Linked DNA regions of Mus musculus: region 1 is linked to region 2. The links are chromatin contacts, called in public Hi-C maps. All regions are on one chromosome and are shown on one strand. Each heading gives the region's core, a stretch centred on a gene start, on an enhancer-like site or on the middle of the called end of the contact. The rest is flanking DNA. Distances are from core to core; before and after follow the strand shown. Region 1 overlaps Galk2 (galactokinase 2). Region 2 overlaps Shc4 (SHC (Src homology 2 domain containing) family, member 4).

Region 1 (3,664 bases), core at 668-3,167, 230 kb after region 2:
AGTCTTACCCAGCTGGGAACCCTGTGCACGACTGGTATGGGAAGAGATACCCGTGGGTAGAATAGTGGCATAAATAGTATAGGGGTAACCACAGCGGCTCCCTGAGATTATCTGTGGATAATGCAGAAACTCACAGCTGATCCACGGGCAGAGAATAGTGCCAGTGGATAGTACAAATGGGACTTTTGCATCACACTTCCCTACCCAAGGACCATGGCAGAAGAGAGAGCAGGGAGATTGGAAGAGCCAGATGCTGAAGAGGACTGGAGTGAAATGGGATCGTCTTCTGGATGTGACAGGACTGCTGTGCTCAGGAGCACGAAGTAGCTGTACTTGCCTGCATAGGGCAAAGCTAGTTAACATTCTAGTATGGATCAGCGGGCGTGAGCCCCTCCCCCTAACTGAGGAGCTATGGACATCTGATGGTTTCTGGGGAGAAGAGAGTCAATTTTCTTTAAGGATATGGCCCTTGGTAGGTTGACTGTGCTCTATGAATGGCCCCACAGCATGGAATATATGGGGCGCACAAGCTGGACTTGATGGGTTATTAAAAAAGGACACAAAATTAGGTGGGACTGGGGAGGTGAGGGTGGACCTGGGAGGAGTTATGGAGATGTGCGAGGAGGCGAATGTGATCAAAATGCATTGTATGAAAGTCTCAAGGATTAGATATATTACAAACAGTGCAGGTCTACAACTTTTTACCCTTGAACTCCACCAAACCTTTAAAGAAGAGCCAGCATGGATGCTTTCTATTCCAGACAATAGAAAATGAAGGAGGGGGGAGGAGCCCAAAGTGTTAGGGAAGGCATGTGTAGAATAGAGATAGGAACAGAGGAGAGTTAGGCTTTTCTGAGGAATTCAGAGAAGCAGACCAACCTGCTGAACCAGAAACTTTCTAACAAAGTTCCTATTTTCTTCTTCCAATTAGTAAGTGGCTGCTGGTGATACTGAGGTAATGAGTAGACACTATGTAAATATCTTGTTTTCATCAAGGTCTTACTTTAGAGGTCTGTTGATGAAACCACTAGCATGCAATACTTTTAAATTTCCATTATTTCTTCAATATTGGTTAATTGATGTACTTTATTAATTATCCCTCCCTCTGTGTGTGTGTGAGATGTGGATGCATGGCATGCATTCTATAGCACAATTGTGGAACTCAGAGGACAGTTTTGTGGAGTCAGTTCCTGTCTTTCCTCATGTGGGTTCTAGGGATCAGGTTGTTAGCATCTCACTGAGCTTGGCCTTTTATTATGAAAAATAATTTCCCTTTTTCTTCCTTTAGCTGCTTATTCACTTGTAACTTTATATCAGTGTAGACTCACAATAGGTCATGACTCTTTAAAATAAATTTTGTTTGTTATTTATTTTTCTTAAATCATACATTAGATGGCTATCAGAGAATGTGGAGAAAGAGAACTTGGAGACCTTCCATTTCACCAGGGCATCTGTCTGGTAGCAGGCGCAGAGGATAAAGCACTCATGTATTTATACTAGCTAAGAAGCACTAACCTGAAAGGGAAAAATGAGTGTAGATTATGCTGAAGTATGTTGTTTCCTAGATGTTTCTGGAAATAAAAAGGGCCAGTTAGAGGTAGATTGGTCAATAAGGCTACTACAACTTTCTCTCTTGGTTTTTAGCATCTGGAGGTGTCCACTGTTGGAGACTGAGATACACGTTTAAGTAAATAGAAAAGGAGACTCACGTAAATAAAGAAAATGTCTAATTAAAAAAATAAAAGAAGGGGGGGGGGGGAAAGAAAGAAAGGAGACTTGGTATCGGTGTCCTGTCACAAGAGGGCAGCAGTCAGCCATTGATTTGGTTTTTTTTTTTCCTCTCAAGGCGTACAGACTTAAATTAATGTGTCTTGTTTTTTTCAGAGACTTCAGTACTACAGCTAATAACATCTGTATCGACAAGACCAAACCTCTATGGCACAACTACTTCTTGTGTGGCTTTAAGGGAATTCAGGTAAATCGATGCTTACTAGCTGTTGAGATTATAGTCATGTTATTCCAGATTGACTCCCATGTTTTTGGTCTTCTTTTAGTACTGATGCTTTTCTTGTATTTTGCTGACTTCTGTTTCAAGGCCAGGGGCGGGGGGAGGGGATATGATTGCCTCTGGGTTGTGCTCACAGGAGTGGTCATGGTCTTTCTTTCCACTGACTATGCATCATTAAATACACCTTGAAGAGAGATTGTCCTAGTATTTACATTCTGTTCTTGGGATGTACAGGAGTATACTGAAATGGACTTAGAGTTGAGCAGCCATGGGTTTGAATATGGGCATAATCCAGCTTTGTTAATTTGAGTTCAATCTTGGCTTTATCTGTGAAACAATGTCACTGCTATTCAATGAGGAGTGCTTGCAGGGCATCACTTTGCTGGGGCCTTTAGGCATTTGGGGATGGTAGCCAGCATTGTTACTGCTTGTCCAGGTGAGAATAAAAGGGTTGTAGTGAAGGTCTTACTGTGAGTAGTTTCTCAGAAACATTGACTTAATCTTAATGTCATAGCTTCAGTGCTGTGTATAAGACTAGGAGAGTGCGATATTTCCACTTTCTCTCACAGTTAGGAGAGTAGGAAGCACAGAGATAAAACCAATACTTGCTGTTTTCAGAACCACTCCTGTGTTTCTTTTTGTGTTCTTAATTTTAATTTCTAATAATTAAAAACCAATCTACTTATTTTCTTTATATGCCTGTGGGTGCTTTGCCTGCATCACTTGGGTGTCTGGCACCCGTAGAGGCCGAAAGAGGGCATCAGGTCCCCTGGGACTGGAGTGACAGACTGTTGTTAGCCACTCTGTGGGAATTGAACCCAGGTCCTCCTCCTCTAAGAGCAACAGATACTCTTAACCACTGAGCCATCTCTCTAGACCCTTAACTTTTATTTTTTAAATTAACATTCACTCAATAATTATTTTAGTTGTAGTGAGTCTTGTGATATATCATAGATTAAGAATATTAAGAAATATTTTTTTTGTCTTCGTGATTCAAAAGGAAACTAATAAACATACTTTTCTGGTTTTTTTTTTTTTTTTGAGAGCTTATGATCCAAGTGGCCTGGAGGGTACTATCTGAAATTGTCACAAGCTGCTTAGGACTCAGTGACATAGTCTTATAGAAGCCAGTCAGGGTAACTTGGGATGTGTAGTCCTGGGGTGTAACTTGGGATGTGTAGTCCTGGGGGTGTTGTCATGGAGGTCTGGTCTAGGAGTGCAGCATTAATTTCTTGAGAATGTGGCTCTTTTTTCAAGACACATGGTAATAACTTCTGGGAAAAGTTATTGGCCTGTTTTAAATCTTCAAATCATTTGGATTGTCATCCACATTAGTGGGAATTAGGGTATTTGGAAGCATTGGTCAGCAAATGCAATCTGACCTTTCTTGTAACAACATGCCTGTTTAGTATCATATGGTAAAGTGACACCTCTCTTTCTCTCTCTGTATATGTATATGATATGTATATATGTATATATAGTATATTTTTGTATTATTTTGGATAGAGGCTTAAAATCTTCTTTGGTTTGACAACTTATGTGCAAAAACACAGGTTTCTTCAATGACCTTTTGGCAGAAAAGTAATTTCAATGTTAGCAGTCCAGAAACCTTCTAATTAAAATACTAGAAAGTTCCAAGGGATAGTCTGTTTATGT
Region 2 (3,544 bases), core at 238-2,737:
TATTTTTTTTTCTTCATACTAACTTAAACCCTCTGAGGAGCAGGACAAGCAGGCTGGGCACACAGAAGCACTAAGCCCGACCACCACCACTTGAGCACACTCTAAAGCGCTTCAGCTTCTCTGCAACTTCTCTGGATTGAATGCCTAGAAGGTTTTGGTTTTGTCTGTCCATAGGCAGTTCTCCAAATAATTTTCTGCTTTGCTTCAATTACCCTGTTGCTGGCTTTTTTTTTTTTTTTAAAGAAGATGGAACAGAAAGTAGAAAAGGGAAAAAATAAACAGAAAAAAGAAAAAACAAACAAACAAACAAACACCATGGGCTCCTGTCTCTCTCCATTAATGTGGCAGGCTGCCCTAGGCCCGTGCCACACCCCACCTCCTCTTAGCAAACACCCCTATTTTGACAGTGCTACTCTTTGAACTCTTAGTTTGTTCACATGATCACAGGGAAGCAACATAGGAACCTGCCATGAATCATATACAAAATGCTAGAATTCCTGGTCGGAGCTGCCCTACCTGCCGCTAACAGGCAAAGGGGAAAAGACGGATACATAAGAAATCCCGTGTTCCCAAGGGATTCTTGGTGACATGAAAACAGCCATGGCAGCCTGAGCTCTGATGTCTACATCTGGAATCAGTGCACACACCTGGTTTCTTTCCCAAGCTCCCAGTTCTACCTATGAGCATCAGTAAAAATCATAGGAATCTTAGCATGTCCCTTCACTAGGGATCCTAAGGGTAATATTACACAAAAGAATGAATATTACTCTTAGCCAGTAGAAGGCCTTTTAAAGAGTTTTGTTCCTTTGAGTTTCTGAGATGGTGAGTCTATGACCATCATAGCTAGGAGCATGGCAGCAAGCAGACAGGCAGGCATAGCGATGACACAGTTAGCTTACAGCTTACATCTTGATCTACAAGCATTGTGAGGCACAGAGAGCTGACTGAGAATGAAACGAGCATTTTTGAAACCTCAAAACCCACCCCCAGTGCACACCTCCTCTAGGTACTCACTATATACCCCTGGCTGGCCTGGAACTCTCTCTATAGACCAGGCTGGCTTTGAACTGACAGAGATCCACCTGCCTCTGTCTCCTGAGTACTGATATTAAAGGCATACACCACCACTCTCAGATTGTTCATTTTTCCGTAAAGATCAACATTTGTCTAGAATTAGTTCTTGAAATAAAGGTCAGTGTCTCAGATCATCCACCAGATGGTGCTGTGGGACGCAAATGGAGTAGATGCCTCCCGAAGCATCAGACTCCAAGAACAGTAGATTCACAGACAGCAGCCTGTGTACTTTACAAGCATAAATACAAATGTAAGTTAGCAGATTCGTTTAGGTTGCTTTTCATTGGCAGGGGCGTTGGTTTTACAATTCTCTTTTAATATTCAGCTCATGGCTTTCCTATACATAAACAGTCCAGGTAAACCGGGGTCTTTTCTCAGACTAAGTTCAGATACGGTATGAAAACCTCCTTAGCCTGCCACAGCATTGGAAAGCTGAAGACAGCATGGGCTTCCTCACGACAGCTACAGGAGAAGGCTGGACCTAACACTGACATTTTTAACTTGCCTTCTCTACAAAGAAAGCGTTTCATAAACTGATGAGTTCATAACAGGGCCGTAGCCAAGTTAGGAAAACGTAATACCAGCTGGATCTGGATGGAAACGTTGAACCAGGTATACAGCAGAGGGACGATGGGGGAGGGGTGACACATGGAGGATTATTAGCAGGAAGCCTGGTCTCCTGTGCCCACCTCCACTTCCTGCCAGTCGAGTTTTCCTCCTCACCCTTGCCGTCTGGCTCCTGCCTTTCTGAAGTCACCTAGTCTGTGGGCTCTCTGCTGAACTGAAGGTGTTTTCTTTCCTTCACTCTCCTACTATTCCAGCGTGAGACTATCCCGGTGTCCTCTCCAGGAAAAAGTGCTGTTCCTCCTAAGAAGGTCGCTCTCACCGGACCTCCTCCTCACGCTGCCACGCCGCGTGTCCTGGGACTTCTCCCCTCTCTGCAAGCCTCAGCCCCTTCCGTTGTGGACTCCTCTGCTGATGGTCCTACTCCACTTCTTCTGCTTCCCTCTCTCCGTCTCCTCGCCTCTAGCTATCTTCCCGTCTCCCATCCCCCAGACCCGTTCCTGGCTGGCATCAGGCTCCAGACCCACAGTAGCAGGCTCGGAGGGCATTAAGGGCAGATGCCTAGCTCATGGTCAGTTTGGGGCCTCACCTCCCATTCACCAAGTGAAAAGGTTGGAGTACTGGATTTTACTGAGGCTGATGAAGGCAAAGACGCTTCCTGCTGGTCTGAGGAATGGATAGTATTTCCACACACCTCAATGATTAGAACACTGTAAACTACTGAACCCAACCAGGCCCATCAATCTCCCGGTCAGGAGGTCACCCCTGGTTGCCCCTGGCAGTCCCTCTACTTGTAGCACCCGGAAGCCCCTCCATCTGTGCGGTTGTTTGCAGATCTCCAGTGCCAAGCTTTCTGAACTTTACAGTTCTAACCATAAAGCCTAACCCCACTGCCACCCCAGCTTTCTATCTCTCCACTGAATACCAACCAAAATCTTAAGATTTTTGCCTAGTCACTGTTTTCTGTGAAGACTACATAATCCCACTTCTATAGTGGCTTCCAGACTCCCATACCTGACCCTAATTCAAAGGCCTGGCCGACTCCCCTGATCTTCCTACCTCCTCTCCAAAGCCCCTGCCATGATTTCCAGCCTATCTGTCCTGTGGGTTTTTTTCCTCAAACTGTAATAAAATGGACTTTGAATTTCCTTCAGAGTCCATTTTAAGGTTATCTTATTATTGACCAAGGACCTCTAAAAGGAAATCCCAGTCCCCTGTGACACTTGGACAGAGCGGGTCTCCCTAAGGAGAATCCTAACTCACTAGGCAATGTTCTGTCACCTTCTCATTCCACTATTTTTTATTCAGGAATTGAGAACATTTGAAAATATATAACAAATACTCATTATTAGAATTGAAGAAAATAAAAAAGACCAAGAGAAAGTTAAAATCACCCCAAATTCCACCATGCGGAAACAGTTGCTATTAGCAGTTTGGCATAGGCCTTTCCAGTTTTGTTTTGCTTTTTTCTGTGTAAATCCCCGCCTCAAAAATCACCTGGGCCACAGTACACAGATTCTCATATTCTGTCTGTGCGCTTAATAGCATAGTGGATACTTCAACTGTGGCATTATACATCCTTCTAAAACAATCTTGAACATGCTATGGATTGGTTTAATTTTTAATAGATGATACTGGGTTAATAATTGCCTCCGGCATATAAATATTATATGGCAGTGATTTTAATTGTTTGATCTCTTTGCACATCCTAATTACTTCCTGAGAAATGAAACTGCTGGTTTAAAGGCCAGACTGGGCAACAGACCTGACCCAAATCGTCAAACAGCCCTATAGAATGTTTGGATCTGTGCTCTTGTTGGCTACATTCAAGATTAACCACTTCCCTAAAGCACACTTGTCATTTCCCAATATGAGAAATCTAGAAATGAACCGTGACATCCATAGC

Evidence for each region. A called contact is a pair of places that touch in the nucleus more often than the background predicts.
Region 1: a contact with region 2 is called in a Hi-C map of the N1E-115 cell line, with 9 times the contacts expected there. The contact joins two enhancer-like sites. A contact is called at or near these places in 5 of 39 promoter capture datasets (the 3T3-L1 cell line, 3T3-L1-derived adipocytes, pre-B cells and 1 more), 1 of 15 datasets of contacts at CTCF or cohesin (large pre-B cells) and 15 of 484 Hi-C or Micro-C datasets (3T3-L1-derived adipocytes, the G1E-ER4 cell line, the N1E-115 cell line and 8 more).

The regions. Positions count from the first base shown.
Region 1 is chr2:125,891,469-125,895,132 of GRCm38.p6, forward strand. Galk2 (galactokinase 2) reads left to right here. Exons shown (of 10, transcript NM_001291002.1): 4 at 1,885-1,975. Among named protein-coding and RNA genes, the nearest start is that of Galk2, 27 kb to the left of the region's middle. Within about 2 kb of position 1,918, at least 9 of the 459 cell types and tissues checked have an H3K27ac peak or open chromatin away from gene starts, as enhancers often do. A contact at or near this core is called in the N1E-115 cell line, where this site is marked.
Region 2 is chr2:125,658,959-125,662,502 of GRCm38.p6, forward strand. All of the region lies in intron 6 of Shc4 (SHC (Src homology 2 domain containing) family, member 4), which reads right to left. Among named protein-coding and RNA genes, the nearest start is that of Eid1, 12 kb to the right of the region's middle. Within about 2 kb of position 1,488, at least 63 of the 459 cell types and tissues checked have an H3K27ac peak or open chromatin away from gene starts, as enhancers often do. A contact at or near this core is called in the N1E-115 cell line, where this site is marked.